Linked DNA regions of Dromaius novaehollandiae: region 2 is linked to region 1. Evidence: chromatin contacts called from public Hi-C data. All regions are on one chromosome and are shown on one strand. Each heading gives the region's core, a stretch centred on a gene start, on an enhancer-like site or on the middle of the called end of the contact. The rest is flanking DNA. Distances are from core to core; before and after follow the strand shown. Region 1 overlaps LOC112984826 (ethanolaminephosphotransferase 1-like). Region 2 overlaps DTNA (dystrobrevin alpha).

Region 1 (5,940 bases), core at 1,408-3,907:
TTACAGAAAGGGCAAAGATACAAAACCACCTTAACAGAGGGAAAAAAAAGAGCGGCATGCTTGGGAATTTGGAGAAAAGAACTTTGTCATTAAAAAGAAACTGAGAGATTTAAGTTGAATATTTGCTTAGTTATTATGGCTCTTTGCAGTTTTCCAAAGGGAAAACTTTTGCCATGCAGAATTGAATCTGAGACTAAGTATTTCATAAAGTGGCTTGGACAGCAGACCTAAAAGTCTACACATGCATCAGTTCATTATAGTTTTGACTGTCAACAGCATATCCCTTGTCTTCTGAGTATTAGGAACTATACGTCTCCCTGGCAAATAACATCTACAACAGAGAATTCCTATTTATGAAACAATAGCCGCTTCATTAAATTCCCTACACCTACAAAAAGGTTTTCACAAAAGAAAAGGCTTCTTCTGATGATGATTATTGACAGCTGTTACAAAAATCTGACTGACAAGCAGCTTCAAGTGGTGGCTGCATCGACAATTTATATGGTAGAAATACAAAGAAATTCTGGACAACATAATTTTGGCACAAATTCAGCACTTGGCTAAAAATGCCAAGGCATTCAAAATACAGAGAGGGATGTCTGCACAATGGAATACACCCTGGTTCATCAAGATGGCTCTAAATGCATGTCGTGGAAAACAAAAATGGTATCTCCCCCACAATACAGCTCCTGGACTCACTACACTCCCTGTGCTAAGCTGGAGTACTCTTCCCAGGATTTTCTAGGCCTGTATCTTTGCACAGCACTACAGAGTACACATGGTACACATTTATATCTTGGTTAGGTATCTTAAATATGGTACACAAATATATGGCTACATTGTGCAATCCAGTTCCTCACATGAACCAGCTCCACAAGGGCTGACATGTTTACACAGCCTGCTGCAGTCCATGTAAATATACCAGCTTGAGTCCAAGGAAAACTTAGCTCTGTTGCACCACGATATGAAAAAATTAGTTTGGTATGAGTTTGCTTTGGAAGAGAAAGCAAGATAGCCGTGTGAATGAGGATCTCACTCAGAGATCTTCACCAGTTCAGGTCTGCATCTGAACTCTGAGGTGTGTCTTCACAGAACTGCATCGCAAATTGCAACGGACGTGAAAATACACAGCCTTGGAATGATATAAAAAGCGAATCAGAACATAAAACTGAAAATGAGATAAAGCTGATTTGGGAGAAAGGCAGTAACAGGTGAGAAAAAAAAAAGAAACTCCATTTCTAAAAGAAGCTCAGTCCTGTTGCCACATCCATATTGTCTCTCCTGACACACACTGTCAGCACTGACGTGCCTTATAGGTTAAAACAGAAGGTTACATTAATTCCCTTTTTTATCTACTTTGCTCTTTGTTTCTCCTGTCCTTGAAAGTTAGAGCAAATGTCAGGTAGCTTCTCAAAAAGTTAGTGGTTCAGTACCAAAGATTTTTATGAAACCCAACAGTAATGGCCTGTGCTGTGAAATGATTTCTATTGTCCCTCTACAGAAAGAATCCAAACTTTAAAGAGAAGAGCTACAGTCACATAAGCTACTACATAGCATTAAAAACTGTTGGGTTTTTTTAAAGTCTCATGGTTGTTAATCTTTTTTTAATATCAGACAACTGTTTTGGAGAGAAGTCAATAATTTATCCACTATGCCTTTTCATTTGGATATCAGAATTAGTGAACTAGCAGATAAAACTCTATGAAGACTCCAGATGTGTAAATTACTCCAGCATACTTTACCTAAAGTATAAGCACAAAAGGTGGTAAAAGAACTAAACAGCCACACCCAGGTTGGAACAAGTCCAGGACTGGTACCTGAAATAAATTGAATAGAGAGTCAGTATAACAGCGGTTAAGATTAAAGAAATCTAACCAAGATATGTATATACATAGGAACAAACTGCCACTGATTAGCCTAATATATAAAACAGAATTAAAGTTAAGATTTGTTTTTGGCCTTCAATCAACTCAGGTCATCAGTGAGCTCTACATCTCAAGGAAACAACGACCAAGCCTGAATATGCTCATATGGTAAAGTGAAGAAAATAAGGGAGAGCTTTTTGGTGCTGAAGTGACTGCAATACTCCACAAAATAAGGACAGTAACTGGACAAAATTTTTCACTGTTCATGGGAAATTACCCATCAAAAAATTAGTTACTGCTTATGTAATATTCTGAATATATTAAAAACTGTAGTTTTCAAGCACGATCATTTTTATTAACACCAATGTGAGTTTTGTACAGCAGCTTTACCATATAGATCTGAACAGGAAAACTCTGCCCTTAGGCTAAGACAGATATAGCACCCTTTTTTTCCCTTTTCATAATGTGCCTGGTATTTTTTTAATGAACCTGGAAGAGAAAGCTGAACTGGACAGAATGCAAGGTTCTGTTATTGTTCTGCTAGAAACAATAACCCAAGATTATTGCTGCACTTTTAAAGAAATCAGTCCTTTCTCCAAAGAGTGTTCTATTTAAATTAAACATAATCCAATATGGAAGAAGCCAGCAGTGAACTGCTGTACGGGGGAAACCCTTTCAGGTTGCCAGCATCCTGCACAGAACAAGAGGGAACAGCGGTACACAGAGGCATCCCCTTACTAAACTGAGAGATGCCAACACTGAAGGCCACGTTCCTGAACACTTCTCACTCATGTCTCACGTTGCTGTTCTGAAAGCAAAGACGGCACTTCCTGATTCTTGGCTGCAAATTTGCAAACTATAGAATGGAAAACAGCTGCCCAGGAAATTACGGCTTTTATTTCTGATCCTGTGCATGGAATTGATATATGATACTCAAAAGACTAGTTAGGTTGCATGAACGTTTTCAATCAATAGAGAAATGATGGATACTGTTTTCATGTGAAATTAAGAATAGGCTTGCAAACTACGCATAGAAGTCTAAATTCTAACATACTTTATATCATTATTTCAAGTATCTTCAAATTCAATACGTGTCCACTGGGAACGTGTCATGCATGGTAAAATTATCCAATGAAAAGGTCAGTACTGGATACTATTTTATTACAGAATTTAGTAAATATCAACTGCATTGATAAAAATCCAAGTGTATAAAGATGAGGCTAGATATTTACGTAACATACTGGCCCTTGAAAATTTAATACTCATACAGGATTATTTTTGAAGCAGAACTACTAGTAAGTATGTCTGCTTCCAGAACTGTCTTAATAAATCTACAAACAGTTCACACCAAGAAGTACCTCCCGAACCTAATCACAGGCACAAGATATTAAAAGGAACAAAAAAACAAACATAATTTTTCCAGAAAGTAGAATGCTGAGTCTTTTCCAAATTGCCTAGTTTAAAGAAAAGCAAAGATTTTACATATTAATCACCTGGCAGATACTTACTGTAGGCTTTTTTGGTTTTTTCAACAACTGGTCTAAGAATTCCAGGTCTGAACATTCCCTATGCTCAGGAACGGCCAGCTCCAAAAAGCTTCTGACCTGTTCTATCACCAGGAGAAAATACGGATTTGGACTTTGAAAGATATAATTTCAAGGAAGATTTGTTTGGAAAGTATTTCTTCTGTCTAGAAGCAGTCTTGCCGTGGGGGATGGCAAACTTTTTATACGGAGTAATGAAAGCACAATTAACGAATTCAGGCGTGGATTTAGATATCAAGAAATGTGAGACTAATGAAAATTTTATGAAGAACATTAGGGTGTTTATTTTTCTCAGTTACCTTGTTTAAGAAATCACTGCGTATTAGAATATTGGCACGCACTCTAAGTCAAATGAGATATTATCATAGACTTTGAACACTACACGCTGAAACCCATTTTTATGGATGAAACTAAATAAGCTGTTCCAATAAAATGGCCTGAATTTATAATGCCATGTGTGAGGGCAGATCCTCCTATATGCTCATTAAGGGAATGGGAAGATTCAGGTATCTGATACCTCGCTGTATCATTCAGGCCTATGACACAAGCAGCTCTGTAATTCTGAAAATCACAACATGAGGATATTTACCTGAGGCAGTGTAGTCCCAGTCATAAAAAGATATTAGAAAATAATTAACTAAAATCATCACAAATCCAGAGAATGTTAACACATTGGGAGCAATCCACAAAGGCACTATCTGTTAAAAAAGAAAAAAAAATTCTAAGAAAAATCATATTTCAAATTAAAAGCCCTATTTTAATTAAATATTTCTATCGGGAAAGGAGAAACCTGTATATGACATCCATAATGTTCAGATTTGTGTATATGTTTCCATTTTCGAATTAAAAATACAGTTTTCATTTCTGAAGCAACTTATTTTTAAATGTCATCTCTCTGCCTGGATCTGTGACTGCAGTAAAAATGTAATTTAAAAACATTATATTTCATATGCTATACACTCTGCTTATTTTCCCAAACACCAAGGAAAGTTTCTCACGATTTTGCATAACACAACTGAAAGAAGACTGCAGCACCCCAGTGTGGTAATTCAGCATCTACATGGCAGTTTTTAAAAGCATTCTATTCCATGCTAAGCACATTTCTTCTTTAAAATATGTTAATACCTTCTAACTCAAAACATCCACAGAACAGTCAGACATTGAGTGCATTACCCTCTATATTCAAAAGAACTCCCTGCTACAAACAGCTCCCTGCTTCTCTAGATACTAACTTTCTGCAGAGCCTCCCTCTTTAGCCATAAATTATAAATGCTACATTAATTCATTTTACTTTGCAGAGTGAGGAAAAGCACTGTCCATCTTCACCTGAGCCTCTAATTCTTCCTCTCCATTAACCACTCTTGACTATTAGTCCCCTGTGGCTTTATTCCTTACGGTGCGACAGGGTTTTTTTTGGTAAAGCTGTTGCCAAGCGGGACAGTTTCTCCAAGCTAGTTTCTGAAACAGTATACACAGCTTTTTACACAATTTTTGGCCCAAACATATTTGCAGAAATGCAGTATAAACATAGACCACCGCTGTCACTCAAACACACTATCAATATATTCAAAATATTTTTTTAAAAAAAGAGGCTTATACTCAGTTTTTTGGAATGATGAAAGAGTGAAAATGCACATAAAGAAGTACTTCAGTACTATAAAACATTTCAAATCATTACCTTCCTCTATCATATTGTTATGTGAAAAATCTGCATATAAAATTGGAAGGTCTAACATTAATGATCCTGATTAGATCCTCTTGCTGCTATTACAGTACAAACAATCAATAATATTCAGGGGAAATTGTGCAGCTGATAATGTACAATGCATACTTTCAAAACCAGGGAAATTCCTGAAAAATATTTTTCAGTTATATTTCTTAATGTTTCTTCTAATAACATTGGAAAAATTATTACATCTGATAGCTGCTTTCCTTATGGATAGGATTTTATCATCAATTTTAAACTCTGTATGGAAGATCTTACAGTAGTAGAAACATAAAATGGAATGCCTACAGCTACAACAAAAACATATTACACACATTTTAATATATCTATCATTATGAGTTTTTAAAAGCCCAATCCTAAATTCCGAAGAACAAGTGACAGCAAATATTTCCTGAAGTACCTTTAAGAGAACATATAAGGAACAACTCTTCAGTGCACATTCCCATCTGATTAAATTCACTGCACGCTCAGTATGCAGTGACAGCATCACATCTAATTCTGATACCTGTGGATGCAGAAACGTAAGGTAGAGGCTTGACATGAATCTCCTGCTATGCAGTTTGCCGGATGTCTCTGACCTTACATGGAATAAGAATGACTGAGGCCAATAAAGACATTCTCGATTGGTCTCTTTTGCTCTAAAAACAGGATCAAAATAGTGCTTTAAGACAACCTGTGGATGAGCCACTGACATGGACATATAGATGCCCTCCAATGTACTGTTTTAAAATGACTGATTTCTCCTGCATGATTCATAATAATTGTTGACTATAAATTAAAGTAAGGCCCCGTAAATGCCTGCTTT
Region 2 (5,940 bases), core at 2,370-4,869, 180 kb before region 1:
TCTTCATTTGCAAACTTTTGCCCCATTTTGGGTGATATGCCTCAGAACAGATGATGCCAGAAATTCACGCTGGAAGAAACAACTCTGAATGGCATGAATGTTTTGTTGTTGGCCATCCCAGATAAATTGTGTGCATGGTAATTCAGTGCAACTTGGGTCCAACTCAGCTCTGGCAGGAGCAGAAAGAATTTCACTGAAATCCATTAAGCAACACCTGTTTGCATCAAAGGGTGAGTTTGGCCCCCTGTGTCATTTGCATCTCCCCAGACACAGCCTTCTGCAGCCCAGAGGTGGGAAATGGTGGTCCCTGAGCAGTGAAGCCAACCAAGTAGGCAGCGGAGTCTCAGGAACTAGGCGTAGCCTGAATACTTTTCCCTCTACCTAGGAAATGCTGTGGTGCTACAACTAGGGGTAAGGGCAGTGTGCCGCCGGTGCACTGACTGGACAAAGAGAATTTTTGGTAGGAAATTACACTAGCTTTCTGCACACTTTGTACAGTTCTGGCATTTCAAAGCAGCCAGAGCTGAGACTGTAACCTATTTTCAGCTATCTCAATTTTAACTTCACCGTGTGCCTAAGTTTGCCTTTCTTCTTCTACTCTTCACTTACGTCCTGGCTAATCTAATGTGCTGATCCTCTTTCCCTTTAGGAAGAAGAATTGAAACAGGTAATAAGTTACCTGCTTATAGGAGACATCACTAACTCTTAAATGTGATTGTATTTGTGTGATTTATTTTACTACCTTTGCTTGAAATGTGTGCATATTCTTCAGACCAAAATTTGTATTCTGCACTTCTTTCACATATTATTTTCAAGTATTTTGGAGCAATTTTCACAATTAAAGATTGCTGCCTCTTGGTTTCATCAGGAGAAGCACAGTCAAAAATTTGATATATTCTGTCTATATGGTAGAGTGTGCAGAGTTTGTAGGTAATGCTCAACTTCATAAAAACTAGCATTTTGGCTAATTTTTAAAAGGCATCAGTCTGTTGCAGCAAGAAAATGTGACCAAACAGCACCTCTGTATAAGGTCTGTCTTTCTGGTTCTGCATAATAGTATTAACAGATCTTCTTTTGCAAAAGAAGAGTCCCCAACATGACAAGAGTTTCCATATCATACAAAATACACACTGGACAGTACTAAGTACATTTTAAGGCTATTATGAGATATCAGTTTTCCCCCACAGAGCAATAGTCTCACTGAATACCAAGTGATGATGCTAAGGAATTACTCCCAGAATTTCCATGAAATGATCCCCATTAAACTATACCATTTCACAATCTGTTGAAAGATACAGAATTAAATTAATTTCTGTAGGAATTTGATTGGAATGAGCAGTCTGGCAATTCATTTAATGCATATGAACTTTCTCTGCTGCCCTTTCTCAAGAAAGGGTAATGAGGACATCGTGTATGTGTAATTTCTTTTTCATTTATTAAGGTTAGGGGATGGACTTTCCCAATATGTGATCCCTCTTCAATTCCGGCAGAGGGAGCAATGATCTAAAACTCCTGTAAAGCAATTCAAACAATTTATCCTAAGCATGCATGAAACTTGATAATGATAAACATTTTGCTGTCTAGCAAGGGTTAATTAAAAATCTTTAGCATGTTGACTAGGGATAGTGAATTTTAAAAATACATTAAGTTTTCCTAAAAGACACCAGAACATTGACAGCTGCAACCAATTAAGCTATAAAAGCTGAAGCTGTCTACATTTCTGCGCTGTCTGTCATAGCTTTCCCTTCCTCCTTTTTCAGCATGCCTTAGTCCTCAGCTGGTGGGGTTAACTAAGTTTGGGATCAATTTGGTGCTTGATTTCTCTGCTAAGAATACCAAGGAGTTGCTTACTGCTGGTTATCTTAGCAGGTTTCCAAGCAGCTAGCTCTAGTCCGTGAAAACCGTGTTTCTCCCGACACCCAGTAAGCAGGAATCCAGTCCTAGTGACGTTCCCTTCCCACCAACTTGGAGTGAACTGGATGTAGCTAAGCAAAATATAATAAAAGTGCTCACCTCTTTTAAATCATTCTCTAATATTCTCCTATTTCAACTTCCTTTTCATCGATTCTGTCCGATATTGCACAAATCATATAAAAACAGGAAGTTTTTAGCTGGATAGGAGAATCCAAATGCTTCCTTTTTCTGTGCTTCCCAAGCAGTTTATTCGAAAATGGAAAGCTACAGATAAGAGGGCATTGTTTATCATAACCACAAGATGTCAAGCATAACTATAAAGTAGACTCAACACTAAGCACTGGTGAACGGTTTTTTACATTTCTCCTGTGGGAAAATTCCAGAGCAGAAGTACTGGCAGGCATCCGTTATTTTTAGTAAATAAAATGCCCATTATGTAGTTCATTCCTTAAATGTGACTTGATTATAGAAACAAATTGAATCCATTTTTTTCTCATCTTCTCTGAAAGTTCCCACTGTTGTTAGTGTTCCCTAGAGCTGCCATCGAAGGCAAAGGGAAGCTGAGGAAACAGGGCAAGCAGAAGAGAACTGGGAGCAAGAAGCTCTTCACTGTATAGCTCTCCGTTTCATAGAGGAGTCGGGGTCACGGCAGAAGATAGCTGTAGCTGCCAGATCTCCCGCCCGATGTGCAGTGGGTACGACCTGCGAGGGCCTGGGGGCATCACCAGGTTGCTGTGGGCCCTGTCTCTGGGGGACTAGCATCGTTCACCCAGCTGGAAGCAGAGCGAGGGTGGCTGAGTTCTCAGCCGGCCACCTCAGGGTTTGATTTCTGCGAGAGTAGGTACAGAGAAGTGCAGAAACAGCAGAGCTTCTGGCCCTTATGTTTTCAACCTCCCTTTCATCCATCATTTAAATGTTTTAAAACTGATCATTAAAAAAAATTGTAAGTATTAACTCCTCCATTCCCTTATCAGTAATGTGCTTATTTCTCATAAACCTAATTTGCCACCATGTCTCTCCAGTGATAATGTCTCTTTAGAAAGGAGAGAGAGGAGAAAAGAACAAATAGTTTAGTATTCCAATACATTATTTATGATTAGAAGCAGGATTTTTTAAAAATCTCAAAGAGCAATGCTACACTTATTCTGTAATGGGCTGCTATTGACTTCTTTAGAAGATTCCCCGAATCAGATCTGGGCTGGGAATCAGAGGAAATGGCATAGAAAGAGTTAAGAAATCATTCCAAATTCTCAAAATAAACACAGAGCGAGGGAGACGCCAGCCTTAATGTTATTTTTCACTGTAAACAAACAGGCGCATGTGTTCTAGTTCCTGTTTTAAAAGTACTCAAGCCATTTCAGTCACTGGCCTGTACTGAACACAGATTTTCAGTCCTGACAAGAGGAGTGTGGTTTAGTTTGGGTTGGAGGGTTTGTTTTTCCTTATGTGAACACACATTCCAAGGGCTCTGAAGCAGTCAAGGAAAAGTGCACGGTGTCCCTTGGTATCACTCACCCAGCTGCATTTGTAAAAAACATTATTTTGTAAAGTCTGTTTGAATTTCAACTAAGTGATACTAACTGTGAGGTGCTAACAGCATGACATTTTATATGACTGGTATTAAAACATTTTAACTTCCAGCAGCTGAACCCATAGCAGGAATCTAAATTGCCCTATCCCTGTAGTATTTGGGCAGTGCCTGAGTATATCCTGTAGAGTGAAGAATTTAATAGTGTATGATTTAGTAGTGGCTTAAAATAGTTCTCTAGCTCAGAATAAAAAGCATTAAGCTACATTATTTATTGAGAGTGTCAGATTTTATGTGACTGAGAGGTTGCATGTACATTTTAAAACTTTATGGCATGAACTTTTCCTGTAAGGATGCAGAGGCTCAGGTATGAGTGCACAGATGAGCTAAAATGGAAGCATTCAGAGTAAAGAGAATATTTCAATTCCTTACCCACACTGAAAGCTGCTTCAGTGGTAGCCTCTTTCCACTTCTCAAAGTTTGAATGATTTACTTTTCATCACACTCGCACATAAACTGGGGGAGTGAAAGAAGGGGGAGGATGGGGGGAGAAGGCCTATACTTTGGTATTTATTTATTTATTTTTTTTAACTTAGCTGTCTGACATTTTCCCAAGTTTCGAGAAAGTCAGATGTGGACTTGTATTTTCCTACCCATTATTTTCTACACAACATTGTTGCTGTTCCCTAGCAAACAACTAACTTCAGTAGGTTTCTTTTAGCAAAATTAACATAACCCAACTCATCTACAAACAGCATGATGCCTTTGAGGTGAGGGATGGGTGACAAGGACAGCAGGCCAAGTCTCTTGCAAAGACCTATTTAACCATTTGTGATTGTTTTCCAGACCCAAGGGGCAGGCTCCCCTCGTTCCTCACCCAGCCACACTATCAGCCGACCTATTCCCATGCCCATCAGGTCTGCCTCTGCCTGCTCCACCCCGACCCACACACCTCAGGACTCGCTGACTGGGGTGGGAGGAGATGTGCAGGAAGCCTTTGCACAAAGTAAGTTTCATTAGTAGGTTGCCTGAGGTACTCAGAGACTATCTTAAGAATCCTTTTTTCTCCTGGTTAATGACCAAATGAACTTGAGTTTTGGAATTGCATAGAAAGAACAAAACAGAAAAAACAGCTGTGGTTTACCAATGAAAATCAATTTGTCTGCCATGAGACGGCTCTCCAGGCGAGCAGCTAAGTGGAAACCATTTAGAACTAGATAGTGATGCCAACGAATGGATTTGGTGGTAAGAGGGAATTTTGGTGCAAGATGGTCAAAGCAATTATCAGTGCTCTATTAATGAAAATATAAAGAACTGTTACTGACCTCAGCAAGGTGTTGTGAGTGGGTTTGTTTTTAAATAAAGACTGTGCTGAAGAATAGATATTAGAATCATAGAGTAATTTTGGTGGAAAAAGCATCTCATCCAGCCTCCTGCTGCAAGAAAGCCAGCTTCAAAGTGAGATCAAATTGTTCAGGCCTTATCCAACTGAGTTTTTAATATCTCCAAGCATGAATTTTCCACAGCCCATGTTCCAGTGTTTGACCACACTTCACTGTGTAAATTTTTGTCCTTGTATCTGGTTGGAATTTCCTTTGATGCAACTTGTGATTGTCGTCCTTTCTCCTTTTGCTGCGAGCCTGTGAGAAGAGTCTGGCTAGACTAGACAGGAATCTAGTCTGGAAGTCTGGGTGAACACTTCCTTAGCTTTTCCAGAAAAAGGACATAGGCTGTATTGTGTTTCTCATTCCCCTTTCCACTCTCTTGTCAAGTAACAAGAAATGTTAAACTGTTTTGAATTTCTGAGACTACGGATTAAATGATTATGTTGAATACAGAAGAAAGTAAATACTCCATGAGACCTGAACGAGGAAATATTCCTTCTTTCTCTAAACTGCTTTCTTCTAAAATATTTATATTGCTGCAATTCTTTTATTTGAGCAAATTCTTGCTTTGTTTCACCAGTACAAATCAAAATGTAAGTGGTGTTCTGGGGTTCCTCTGCTGTGGTGGATGTGTATTTATCCCCAAGAGCCCAGTTCTGCCTTCCCGTGCACCCTACCCTTTGCCTTCCTTATGTACGTTATGGCCAGGTTGAATCCATAATGCAGTCAAGAAATTTCTACTAAAGTGCTGGTAAATTCATGTATTAAACATGTTTTACTAAGGCATAATTCCTAGTCCCAGCATACCAGGTTGCTGCATACCTCATTTGCTGTGAGAAAAGAAACAAACACGAAACATTTTTCTTCTTTTTGCTATGAAAAATTGAGAGATGCAAAAATATGGACCCTATCCGCTATGATATTGTAGAACACTTTCTTCCAGAACTAAGACTAAGAGAAATAATTCAGTGGCTACAATAAAATATCCATAAATAATACTTAACCTGCCTCAGGCAAATGTTTCTTAAGCACATAAATGTGTTCTGTTCAAGAGAAAAAGCAATATAAAAGGTACAGTGATCACATTTTAAAACTACTGCATTTGATAAATAT

Evidence for each region. A called contact is a pair of places that touch in the nucleus more often than the background predicts.
Region 2: a contact with region 1 is called in a Hi-C map of liver, with 6 times the contacts expected there. The contact joins two enhancer-like sites. A contact is called at or near these places in 2 of 4 Hi-C or Micro-C datasets (liver and ovary).

Annotation. Positions count from the first base shown.
Region 1 is chr2:139,052,343-139,058,282 of bDroNov1.hap1, reverse strand. LOC112984826 (ethanolaminephosphotransferase 1-like) reads right to left here. Exons shown (of 11, transcript XR_010387977.1): 3 at 3,999-4,107; 4 at 1,743-1,817. Among named protein-coding and RNA genes, the nearest start is that of SPIDR, 28 kb to the right of the region's middle. Within about 2 kb of position 2,657, at least 1 of the 2 cell types and tissues checked has open chromatin away from gene starts, as enhancers often do.
Region 2 is chr2:139,236,955-139,242,894 of bDroNov1.hap1, reverse strand. It overlaps DTNA (dystrobrevin alpha), which reads left to right. Exons shown (of 21, transcript XM_064507580.1): 17 at 4,289-4,448. Among named protein-coding and RNA genes, the nearest start is that of MAPRE2, 47 kb to the right of the region's middle. Within about 2 kb of position 3,619, at least 1 of the 2 cell types and tissues checked has open chromatin away from gene starts, as enhancers often do.